4 separate regions of the Mus musculus genome follow, and regions 1, 3 and 4 are each linked to region 2. The links are chromatin contacts, called in public promoter capture Hi-C maps. All regions are on one chromosome and are shown on one strand. Each heading gives the region's core, a stretch centred on a gene start, on an enhancer-like site or on the middle of the called end of the contact. The rest is flanking DNA. Distances are from core to core; before and after follow the strand shown.

Region 1 (2,700 bases), core at 6-2,505, 740 kb before region 2:
ACAGGCCCCATCGACCAGGAAGGACTTAAATGGAGCCCGCGGAGCCACACCAACGCGCCAGCAGACCAGGGACTTTGGCAGGCCCGGTCTGTCTACAGCACAAACGCAGGGCCTGTAGGAGCGTGTCGTGGTGACAGCGTAAAGTGGACAGAACGAACGAATCCTAAGACGAAAACTATTTAAAAGCAATGGCCTGCGGCCGACGCGGGAGAAAAGAGAGGTGGACAGCCTACAGCTTTCCCAAAGCAAGAGCGTGTCAATAATCGCACCGTCTCGGGGGCGAGGGCGAAGCGCCCGACCAACCTTGGCAACCCTGGTAAAAAGCTTTTCTGTGCGTTTGCATTTTTAAGCCTAAGAGGTTAGAAATCCGGGAGACGTGGGGGTGGGGTGGGAGGGTAAGCTCCGACAGGCGGGAAAAAATCCTGGCGGCCACATCGGTGGGAGGAGACCCGCGGCGAGGGAGGAAAGAGGGCGGGCCGCGGAGTAGCATGGTGACGGCTAAAGGTGGAAACGTGTGTGATGGGGGAGGGGGCGAGCAGGCAGGGAAGGAGATGCAGGCCCGGGGGGGAGCCCGAGGTACAAGAGGGGCGGCCGAGGGGGCGACTGCACTGGGGCCTGCGGGCGGGCGGGCGGTCGCGGGAGCGAGGCCTAATGGCGGGGAGGGGGAGGGGGCCTGGCGAGCGGCTGCCCGGGGCCGCCCCTTACTCACCCTTCATCCTCCTCGTTCTTACTGGCGTCGATCTTGGCTCCCTCTGCCTCGGCGCTGCCTCCTTCGGTGCCTCCGGCCGCAGAGCCGCCGCCGCCGCTCCCGCTTCCCGCCGCCGCCGCCGGCCCCTGCGCCGCCGCCGCCACCATGGCTCCCTCCTGCTCGCCCGCCGAGCCGCCTACCGCCGCCGTTGCCGCCGCCGCCGCCCCGTCCCCTCCGAACTGCTCCTCCGACATAGTGCTACTGCCGCCGCCGAAGACGACACCCGCCGACGCCGCCGCCGCCGCGAACCGAAACTAGCAGCAAAGTAATCCCCGCCGCCGCCGCGCGATGCCCGCTCTACCTCGCGAGGCACCCTAGACAAGGCGCGCGCGTGGCTGCAAGGGCTCCTGCGCCTCTCCCCGGCCTGCCCCCCTCGCCTCCCACTCTCGCGCAGCGCGCTCTCTCGCTCTCCCCGGCTGCACTGAAAAAAAAAAGAATGAAGTAGCAGCGGCGGCCACTCTCGCCTCCTCCTCGCTTTAATGGCGCCGCCGCGGACCACCTAAAATGGCCGACGGAAGAACGGCGCGTCCCGGTCACGTGGCTCCGGAGCGCGCCCTTTGCGCCTCCCCCGCCCCCGTCCACCGCTAGGCCCCGCCCCCCGCGCAGGCCCCGCCCTCCCCGTCCCTTTCCGACTGGCTCTCACGCCCCGCGGTCGCGCGGCGCGGGCCTTTAAAGAGGACCGGAAGTGGCGTGCGCAAGAGGGGCGCGCGGGTACCATCGAGAACAAGGAGCGCTGGTTCGAGGGCGCGGCTAGAGAGGCCTCCCCCGCCCCCGTCCCTTGGCCCCGCCCTTCCGCGGATTCCTGGAGTCACCGGCCGCTCCTCGGCTTTGGTTGGCAGGCGCGGCCGACCTGGAGGGGTGTGGTTCGTCCATCCCCAGCGGAGACTTCGTGGAGGCTGCCCTCAGGGAGCCACGGCTGTGGGCCCCGGGACCTGCGTGGGGCAGCGGGCCGCGCCTGTGCAGTGCTCCGCCGTCCCTGCGCCGGGTGACATTGAGGCTCCGCCGCGGCGCTGTCCAAAGGCGGCTTTGATGGTCGAGGCTGCCTCTTCTCAGAGTTGCTTCCCTAGTCTTAAGCTTTGCCTCCGTTATTACAAGAGCCTAACGCCGGCCACGATTCTTTGAAGTCACTATGGATTGGGAAGTGTATGTATTAAGGTCGACTCCAGGGCTCCTTTTTTTTTACGAGTTACAGTCCTTGTATTAAACAGGATATATAAATGTCATGAATCATCTTTACGAGGTTTCTGGGTTTGTGGTGTTGAGGTGGCGATTTTATAAAAAGAAAAAAATGAAACGCCGTTAGGCGTGTGATTCACGATTTTAAAATTAATCGCTAAGAAACCTATTGGAATTCCTACTCAGGAGTTAGACTTTGAAGCTTCCTGCAAGACTTAGAAGAAAATGGAATTTCTGGTTTGGTTTGGTTTGGTTTGGTTTGGTTTTTTTTGTCGTCAACCACTCGACTGCTTAGTAAGTATCCAGTTTCCAAACAGGGTTTGGAGAAGTTTACAAAAGACAGCATACAGGGACAGGACTTCAGCCCAGCTAATTAGGTACACGCTGTAATCCCAGAACTGTGATCCCAGAGAAGGGAGGAAGGACTGTTGAGGCCAACCTGGCATTACCCCTTAGCAAAACACATAAAAAAATTTTAAATAAATGCTTCCCATGGTGTACTTTAAGTCAATTTACAGTAACTGTACATAATCTGAAAATCCCAACGATTAAAACAAGATTTATCACTACAGTTTGTTACAGAATCCATAAAATGAAAGAATATGCATCAAATAGTGGAAATGTCTTCAACATTGAGCAAATCACAGACAGGCAACCACCAAGATGATTGGCGAAAAAGAAGTGATTCCACGTTTTTCTTTACCATCCAAAAATACTGACCAAATAAGATGACTCAAGTCAAATATTGCAGGTTGGCAACAACTTGGATGAACCCG
Region 2 (2,700 bases), core at 104-2,603:
ATAGTGGTTACACAATGTCAAAAACAACAAAGGACGTGGTCATCTCTGGAGGCTCCCAAGTTTAGAAGGCCTATGACTGTGCCTGAGCCTTTCATCTTGGGGACAGTCTGCACTCACGGAACAGGGGCCAGAGATGTGGTTCCTGCAGTTGATGAGGCAGCCTCCGCTCTGCACCCTCATCTTGGAGAATCGTGCCTCTATGGTGTTTTTATTAGCATATATTAATTATACATAATAATGGGGTTTCGTCACGACATCTTCAAATGTGTATAAAGTGTATTTTTGGTCATATTCTCTCCTGTCTGTCCCACTGACCTCTATCATTTTCCCAGTCAGTCAGTCAGTCAGTCTCCGGCTCCTTTCTCCATCTCTCTCTCTCCTCCCTCCACTCCTATTCAGTCCAGTCTACCCTCAAACTTGCTACGTTGCTAAAGATCGCCGTTAACTCCTGATCCTCCTACACCTACTTCCCAAGTGCCAGTCTGCAAGTGTGTGCCCATGCCAGGGATTACACAGCTCTGGGGATGGATGCAGGTCTTCTTGCATGCGAGGTACACAGTCCATTAACTGTATCACACCCAGCCCAGTAATGTTTAAATGCTTAAAAGGCAGCAAGATGAATAATGGTTCTTCTCCATAGAGGCTTTTCCTATCTTTTCTTTCTTCCTCTTTTAAATCAAAACTTCCTAACAGAGTTTAAGGGACACCAGCTTACTGGTCTTACACTGAAGCAAAATTCAAAGGCTCCAGACAAAGTGCTAAGGTTTATGACAGCTTCGTTTGTTTTGTTTTTGTTTTCCTCCAAATTTCCACTTCATACCTGGACCTGGCTGGTGCCCAGGCAACAAGCGCTGAGTAAATGAATCAGGAAAAGTCTTTTGAGGGGTGAGTGCACACAGGAGGGAGGCTCCAGAGAGCAAACACAAAGTTGTTTGAGCGAAGAGAGTGGCTGGCCCTCGCGAGTGTGATTGGACAGGCGAGGGGGAGCCGAGGACAGACGAAGGGACAGAACCTAGGGGCTGCACTTACCCCAGGAAGGTGAGGAAGCGCGGGTCGGTGGCCAGGCTGGCGTCGATGGTGATGGACAGGAACGAGGGACTCACGCTTCGGAGCGGCCGCTTGGTGTAAAACTCCAAGTCTACCACGTCGTCGGTCGGCGCGGTCCCCGCGGGGGCGCCCTGGGCCAGGGCACCGAGCGGCCCCCAGAGCCACAGCAGCAGCAGCCTCAGCATCCCACCTGGCTGGACCGCCCGCTGCCGGGAGAGCTGGGGCAGCCGGCGCGCTGGCTCAAGCCCCCTGCAACCGGTCCTGCTTCGCCTCTGGCGCCAGGACTCAGTACCCTCCCACAGCGCTCCATCCCTCCCACCCCTCCCGGGAGTCCCTCCCTAGCGCCCTCCCCTCCCCGCCCTCCCCTCCTCGCTCTCTTTCATTTCCGTGCTGGCTTTCCCCTCCGCCGCGGTCACGTCCACTTTTGAAATCATCCACACCCATCCAAAGGGTGCGGAGGTGGCCAGAATCCAAGATCCTCGGAGGCCTGGGGAGGGAGCGCCCGGGAGCCGCGCAGGGGTGGGACCAGCTTCCTGGTGTCCTGCGCACTCTGTCACCTTTTCTAGGTCCCATCCATTTGGCGCCAGGACTAGACCCTGAGTTAAAAGCCCCGGTTGAGGGTTCAGCCAGACCCTACCCCGACTCCCTTCTGCCTTAAGACACTGGTCACTTGAGCCTGCCCAAATCTGACCGAGCTAGGATGTCCTCTGCCCAGGATCTCAGGTATCTCTTTGTCGCTTGAAAAACCTGATCCGAGCATTGGCTAAAATGCAACTAGAAATCGGTCCTTGCACGGGGGTGGTGGTGATGGTGGTGGGGACCCTGTTTTTAAAGCAGTATTATGAAAACAGTATTTGGGAGAGCCTGCCTAAGAGTTGCTCTGAGGCTTGGCCAACCGCTAAAACCCAGCAAGAAGCCCCCAAGCAACTACCCTTGGAATCCTGAGCAACCCCTCCCCCAAACCCATCTTTTGCGGTTGCTGCAACTTTTGTTTTCCCTTGACATTTTACACTGGTATATAATGATAGCAAACAAGTGCTGAAGCTTGTGTGTGTGTGTGTGTGTGTGTGTGTGTGTGTGTTACCATGAAAGAAGCTTGAACCATGCTACACACACACACACACACACACACACACACACTCACACACACCAATCTGCCCAAGCATCAGCGCTAGCTGAACTCAGGTGTACAAGGCCAAGCAGATGGCAGCCTGTCTCTGCTGCTTTGCAGTCCCCTTGAGGAAGCTTTCCTGAGCTTCCAGGCAGCTGAGGCTCCCCAGTGTGAGGTCTCACCACACATTTCACATAGCACACACAGCAAGCATCCTCCCAGTATCCTCCATGTTAGAACTGTCTACACTTGTGATGTTGCTCATTGCTTGCTCACCTTATCTCTGGGCTTAAAAAGTCCTCCGAAGCAGAGATGGGGCCTGTGGGATACCCATGGCAGAGATGGGGCCTGTGGGATACCCATGGCATGCTCATACGTGGTACTGTGCTTGGTCTTTAGTAGGTAATCCATTCATATTTACTGAGTAAGCCAATGACACTTACATTTTTCCGTTTAGATTGCACCAACAGCAAAGCAATAAATAATAACGAATTTTTAATGAAATGTATATCTAATCTGCACCCATCTGTCTGTCTGGGTGA
Region 3 (2,700 bases), core at 188-2,687, 640 kb before region 2:
GAAGGAGAGCAGACAAAAAGTCCTTCCTACTCCTAACCAGGAAGATACCCATAACTGGTATTTTCTGGGACACACAGCTTCCTCAAATGGAGTGTCATTGGGTATGTCAACAACACAACTGGGCAGATTCCATGTGCTAACACACGTACACACAAACACCCCACGTCCTTTTGTGAGATCTCTGCATACTGGCTGGTTTTGTGTCAACTTGACACAGGCTGGAGTTATCACAGAGAAAGGAACTTCAGGTGGGGAAATGCCTCCATGAGATCCAGCTGTAAAGCATTTTCTCAATTAGTGATCAAGGTGGGAGGGTCCCTTGTGGGTGGTGCCATCCCTGGGCTGGTAGTCTTGGGTTCTATAAGAAAGCAAGCCGAGCAAGCCAGAAGAAGCAAGCCAGTAAGTAACATCCCTCCATGGCCTCTGCATCAGCTCCTGCTTCCTGACCTGCTTGAGTTCCAGTCCTGACTTCCTTTGATGATGAACAGCAGCATGGAAGTGTAAGCTGAATAAACCCTTTCCTCCCCAACTTGCTTCTCGGTCATGATGTTTGTGCAGGAATAGAAACCCTGACTAAGGGGCTGGTAAGATGGCTCAGTGGGTAAGAGCACCCGACTGTTCTTCCGAAGGTCCAGAGTTCAAATCCCAGCAACCACATGGTGGCTCACAGCCATCTGTAACAAGATCTGACGCCCTCTTCTGGAGTGTCTGAAGACAGCTACAGTGTACTTACATATAATAAATAAATCTTTAAAAAAAAAAAAAAAAAAAGAAACCCTGACTAAGACACTGCGTTTTGCCTTACTGGTTTTCTTTTTAGTTTGCTTTGATTTTAGCTTCTTATGAAGAGAGAAATTGGACGTGGGGGTGGGGAAGATCAGGGAGGAGAGAAAGAATATGCTAAAACTTTATTGTACAAAAAATATTTTCTCAGACAAGATGTTTGGCTTTCGATTCCATTCCTGCCATGGAATTCCTAACACCCATAGGACAGAACAGCAGTGTTTTATTCATAATGAACATCTTCTGTTTGTACCAGACTTCATGCTACTGAGGTAACTTTAGGATGAGGCTGCTCACCAGGTGCTTAGACCTCCAGCCTACCTACTTCCGGGAGGTTGGGGGGCAGCTGGGATGGAGAGCCTGGGGTGCACTGAGGGCAAGGGAGCCAGCCCCAGGCCTGCCTTCTTCACCCATGCACCTCTTCCATTTGACTGATCCTGAACTGTATCCGTCACAATAGAATGAGCATTAAAGAACGTGTTCTGCAAGCTATCCACAGCAAGCACGGACGTGTACGTGCACACCCACGAAGAACTGTTAGTGTAAGAAACAAGGAAGTCAGGATTTAGCATAAAACCCCTTTATTCAGTGGCCAGGTCCCAGTGAGTAATGTCAGTATTGGCTGGATGCTGCTGCTGCCGCTGCTGCTGCTGCACACTCTTAAGAACGCAGAGAAGTGTGTCACCGAAAGCTCTTTACTTGGAGTGTGGAGAGTAAAATAAAACCGTTTGTTCTTTGATAAAAATCTTTAAAATAGAAAAGTGAAAAGGAGGAAAGAAGAGAAACCTCATAGCAGTTTCAAAACTAACAGACATCCCCCTGGAGTATTTACGGTAAGACGCCTTTTTTAATAAGAGAATACTCTACTCGAGGCTTTCTCACACCACTGGGGGCTTTTCACTCCCTGCCCTGCCCTGCCCTGTAGTGATGAGTCCTCCCCCTCCTTCTTCACTCTGTCTTCCACTCTGTCGTTTGTCTCTGAATCTCTTTGATGCTCCTCACCTCCACTCAGAAACGAGCAGCAAATCTGTTCATTTGGACATTTACTGTGTGCTCGTGCTCGGCGCTATGCTGGGGGGCGGAGATTTAGCATTTGAACCCTTCCTTGGGAAGCTATACTTCAGGGTGAATTTACAAAACAACGTTTTCCACATTACATTCCGGGCTGTCTGAGCCCCCTAGGAGTTTGGAGAGTTTTTTGAAACAATGTGGGAGGGGGTGCTTGTGACTTGGTTGGGGAGGGGGTGCTTGTGACTTGGTTGGGGAGGGGGTGCTTGTGCACTTGGTTGGGGGAGGGGGTGCTTGTGCACTTGGCACTCTGTTGTTGGCACAGGGATCTAGGATGGCCTTGAACTCCTGCACCTCTGGGCTCATCTCCGAACAGCTTAGCAGTATTGCAGCTCCATTTGTGCCAATGTGATTTGCGGGAGGGCGATGTTTTTAATTTGCTTCTATAACTTCCAAATTTAATTTAAAGTCCCCAGTCCTCAAACTATAAAATTTGAGCAACACACGGATGTTAAAATCTCCCCTGGGTTGGACTAGCAGCAAGAGGGCTAACCTCCTGTCTTTCCTCAGAGCCCTCATACCTTTCACCTCCATGTAGATTTCTTTTGCGATTCTTCGAGAATCTTTTTTTCTTATTATTTCTTCAGATATAAATTAAGCTTGCACGTATACCCCTTTCATACTTGAAGCCAAAACAAGGTTCTTGCCTTTGGTCCACACCTTTGCCCACGAGGCCTACATAGACCCGTGAGAGTGGCACTTCAAAAAGAAAATGCAAACTGGAACTGTGGGTGATGCACTGTGGAAGGAAAAACCAAGCCACGCCCTCTCAGCCGTACCTCGTGCCATTCGCGGCTGACTGTCCCCGGTAGCATTCACGTTTGGAGATCTTCCTCAGGCAGAGTGACT
Region 4 (2,700 bases), core at 187-2,686, 980 kb after region 2:
CCCTCTTCTATCTCTGTCTCTCTCTTCTCTCTGCCTCTCCGTCTTTCTCTATGTGTTTCTCTCCTCTCCCCCTCCCTCCTTTTTCTCTCCCTCCCCTTCCCCCCCTCTCTCTCTTCCCTCCTTTCTCTCTTTCTCCCTCTCCCCTCTCCTCCCTTCTTTCTCTCTCTCCTTTCCTTCCCTCCTTCCTATGTGTGGATAGACAGTGATGATCAGCAGCCCTCCTTCTCTCTCTCTCTCTCTCTCTCTCTCTCTCTCTCTCTCTCTCTCTCCTTTCCTGCCCTCCTTCCTGTGTGTGGATAGACAGTGATGATCAGCAGCCCTCCTTCTTTGTCCTCTTGGACTCCCCTCTGGAGTCATAAGGCACAGCAACGCTCTCCTCCTAAATTTGCCTTTGGTCCAGATATTGATCACACTGACAGAAAAGGGATATTAGTCCAGGATCTCTCCAGCAGGAGACTGCTAGGGGCACATTAGTAAAAACAAGAGTGTTGGCATTCACAAGGAAGGTTCCACAGTTTTATCACAGAGAGACTGGATCACGTGAAGTACACCGATGGATTCTAACCCAGAGAGAACTTTTGATCAAGACTGGTGTTTTCTTCCCTCCTCTTGCATCATAGCTTCAAGGGAAGCAACCGTAATCAAAATCCCACAGGGAGAAGCTAGGTTAGTTCTTGATCTGCTGAGCTCAGGTAACTCAGCCAAGGAGCAGATGGTTCTGGTATGACTCCAGGTGCAGGCTTCAGAAGAGTCTCACGTGAGACATGTCCCTCCTCATAATGCGGGCTGACCACAAGGACAAGCAGAAAAGCCAGACGACGAATGCCCTGACTCATTGAAAGAGGGGACAGTAATCTTCGACACAACCAAATCAGGGTCAGAGACGAAGTTCAACGGCAGAGCACGTGCCTAAATCACACAAGGTTTAGTGAGGATTCAAGCCCAGCCATACAAAAGCATAAATAAAACCAAAAAGCTGTCCAAATCATAAAAGATAAAGGCCATGGAAATACAAATTAAAGGTATAAGCATTTGACAACTTAATGCAATACACATTTCTCTCCCGATTCTGTCCAGGAAGGATAAAATGGCCGAAAGTTCATTTTTTAGGAGAATGGACAAAACTGAAATCTGAATGAGCAATTTCAGAGTATGGCACAGTGTAAATTTATTGGGCTAGATTACCGGTAAGAGAGGGAGAGGGAGGGGGAGGGGGAGGGGGAGGGGGAGGGGGAGGGGGAGGGAGAGGGGAGGGGGAGGGGGAGGGGAGGGGGAGAGTGAGAGAGAGAGCGAGAGAGAGAGAGAGAGAGAGAGAGAGAGAGAGAGAGAGAGAGAGAGAGAGAGAGAGAGAGAGAGAAACATACACTAAAGTACACAGGGGCAAAAAGAGAGGTATTTTCCTTTAAAAGGCTCAGAAAGAGCGTGCGTGGGCGTGAGCGCATGCGTGCATGGGGTCTGAGGAGCTGATGAGTCAGCAGTGGCGGTGGCGTGGAAGCCATGACCGCCACTAAACACTGCACCTGAACTGGCTGAGGTGGTAGCTGTTAAAGTCTGAAAGAAAATATAACTGTAAGCAGGTCACAGAAATACAGGGCGAACAAATAGTAAAGCGACAGGATAAAGCGGAGGTGTGAGTCCATCTGTCGTCACCGCAACAAAATACCCGAGGAAATGTGGAAAACCTTGTGCTGTCTCCTGCTTCAGAGGCACCAGCCCTAGGTCACGCTCAGCCTGGGCCTGTGGTGAGATCCACCTCACAGCAGAAGTTTGTGTTGCTCTCTCACACTAACGGTTTGAGAATTTGATCCCTTCTGCTACCTAGAAGCTGGTTGCCCCTGAGGTCCCTCCTTCCTCTAGCATACCACTCCTCAGAATGTCCAGAGATGACGCTGCAAGGACCCGTCTGTGACGAACTAGGGCACTGAGGAGAGCGTTCTCCAGGTTCCTTCCTCTTCCTGCGTTGCCATTGTTACCGTGTGACATTCCAGGGTAGGAGAGGTGTGTTCCTGGGGGATGGGTGGGAGGGTGCGCGTGTGCATATGTGTGTGTGTGTACATGTGTATAAATACTACTGCAATCCTTGGTCAGGGCCCTGACACTGGGTATTCCAACATATTGGGTCCAGCCACTCACCTCCAAACCCAGAGAAAGTAGGTGTGAAAACCAGGAAAGGACATTTAGTCAGTAAAACCACAGCAGGAAGGAAGGGCAGCTGCTCCTGTCAGTGCTGTTCAGCGGGGCAGTCAAGAGCCCCCGAATTATCCAGGCAAGGAAAATTATCCAGGAATCAGAGGAAACACATGCCATTGGTCAGTCTTGGTTACACTCTGGTCTGGCTGATCCTTGTCTAGGGATTAGTAAAAGCACAGTAAGGAAGTTGCAGTTGCCTGGACACACTGTCAACTCTTGTACAAGGTGTTTGTCTATCCACCTAGAATTCTAGGTGACTGAAGGGGAAAATGTTTCAGAACAAGAGAGTCACAGTATATGGCCACGTCTGCTTCTGCCCTCTGCAATGCACCAGGCACCTACAGGCCCAAGTGAGTGCAGGCGCTTTTAGCCACAGCAGACTCTAGATCTTGCTTCCAAAAGGAGAGACAGGTGAAGGGAAGATGGATGGTAGTTTTGGAGTGTCTGTGGTTTTCAAGTGACAGGCTAGCTATGTAGCCCAGACTAGCTACAATCTCATGATCCTCCTGC

Evidence for each region. Promoter capture Hi-C pulls out the DNA fragments that hold promoters and counts their contacts.
Region 1: a promoter capture Hi-C map of hippocampal neurons shows a contact between it and region 2, with 4 times the contacts expected there. The contact joins the promoter of Hnrnpd here to the promoter of Hpse in region 2.
Region 3: a promoter capture Hi-C map of stem cell-derived epiblast-like cells shows a contact between it and region 2, with 2.3 times the contacts expected there. The contact joins the promoter of Tmem150cos here to the promoter of Hpse in region 2. A contact is called at or near these places in 2 of 39 promoter capture datasets (embryonic stem cells and stem cell-derived epiblast-like cells).
Region 4: a contact with region 2 is called in a promoter capture Hi-C map of embryonic stem cells, with 4 times the contacts expected there. The contact joins the promoter of 9430085M18Rik here to the promoter of Hpse in region 2. A contact is called at or near these places in 6 of 39 promoter capture datasets (the 3T3-L1 cell line, cranial neural crest, embryonic stem cells and 3 more) and 2 of 115 datasets of contacts at active chromatin or transcription factors (both in embryonic stem cells).

The regions. Positions count from the first base shown.
Region 1 is chr5:99,977,683-99,980,382 of GRCm38.p6, forward strand. It overlaps Hnrnpd (heterogeneous nuclear ribonucleoprotein D), which reads right to left and starts at 1,256. Exons shown (of 9, transcript NM_001077265.2): 1 at 710-1,256. The coding sequence starts at 942. 4930524J08Rik reads left to right here and starts at 1,253. Exons shown (of 2, transcript XM_030254981.1): 1 at 1,253-1,270; 2 at 1,355-1,984. The coding sequence starts at 1,253. The coding sequence ends at 1,870.
Region 2 is chr5:100,718,363-100,721,062 of GRCm38.p6, forward strand. Hpse (heparanase) reads right to left here and starts at 1,354. Exons shown (of 12, transcript NM_152803.5): 1 at 1,030-1,354. The coding sequence starts at 1,232.
Region 3 is chr5:100,076,525-100,079,224 of GRCm38.p6, forward strand. It overlaps Tmem150cos (transmembrane protein 150C, opposite strand), which reads left to right and starts at 1,438. Exons shown (of 5, transcript NR_045993.1): 1 at 1,438-1,616. Tmem150c (transmembrane protein 150C) reads right to left here. Exons shown (of 8, transcript NM_001382851.1): 8 at 1,348-2,700.
Region 4 is chr5:101,702,113-101,704,812 of GRCm38.p6, forward strand. It overlaps 9430085M18Rik (a long non-coding RNA gene), which reads left to right and starts at 1,437. Exons shown (of 3, transcript XR_001785073.2): 1 at 1,437-1,998.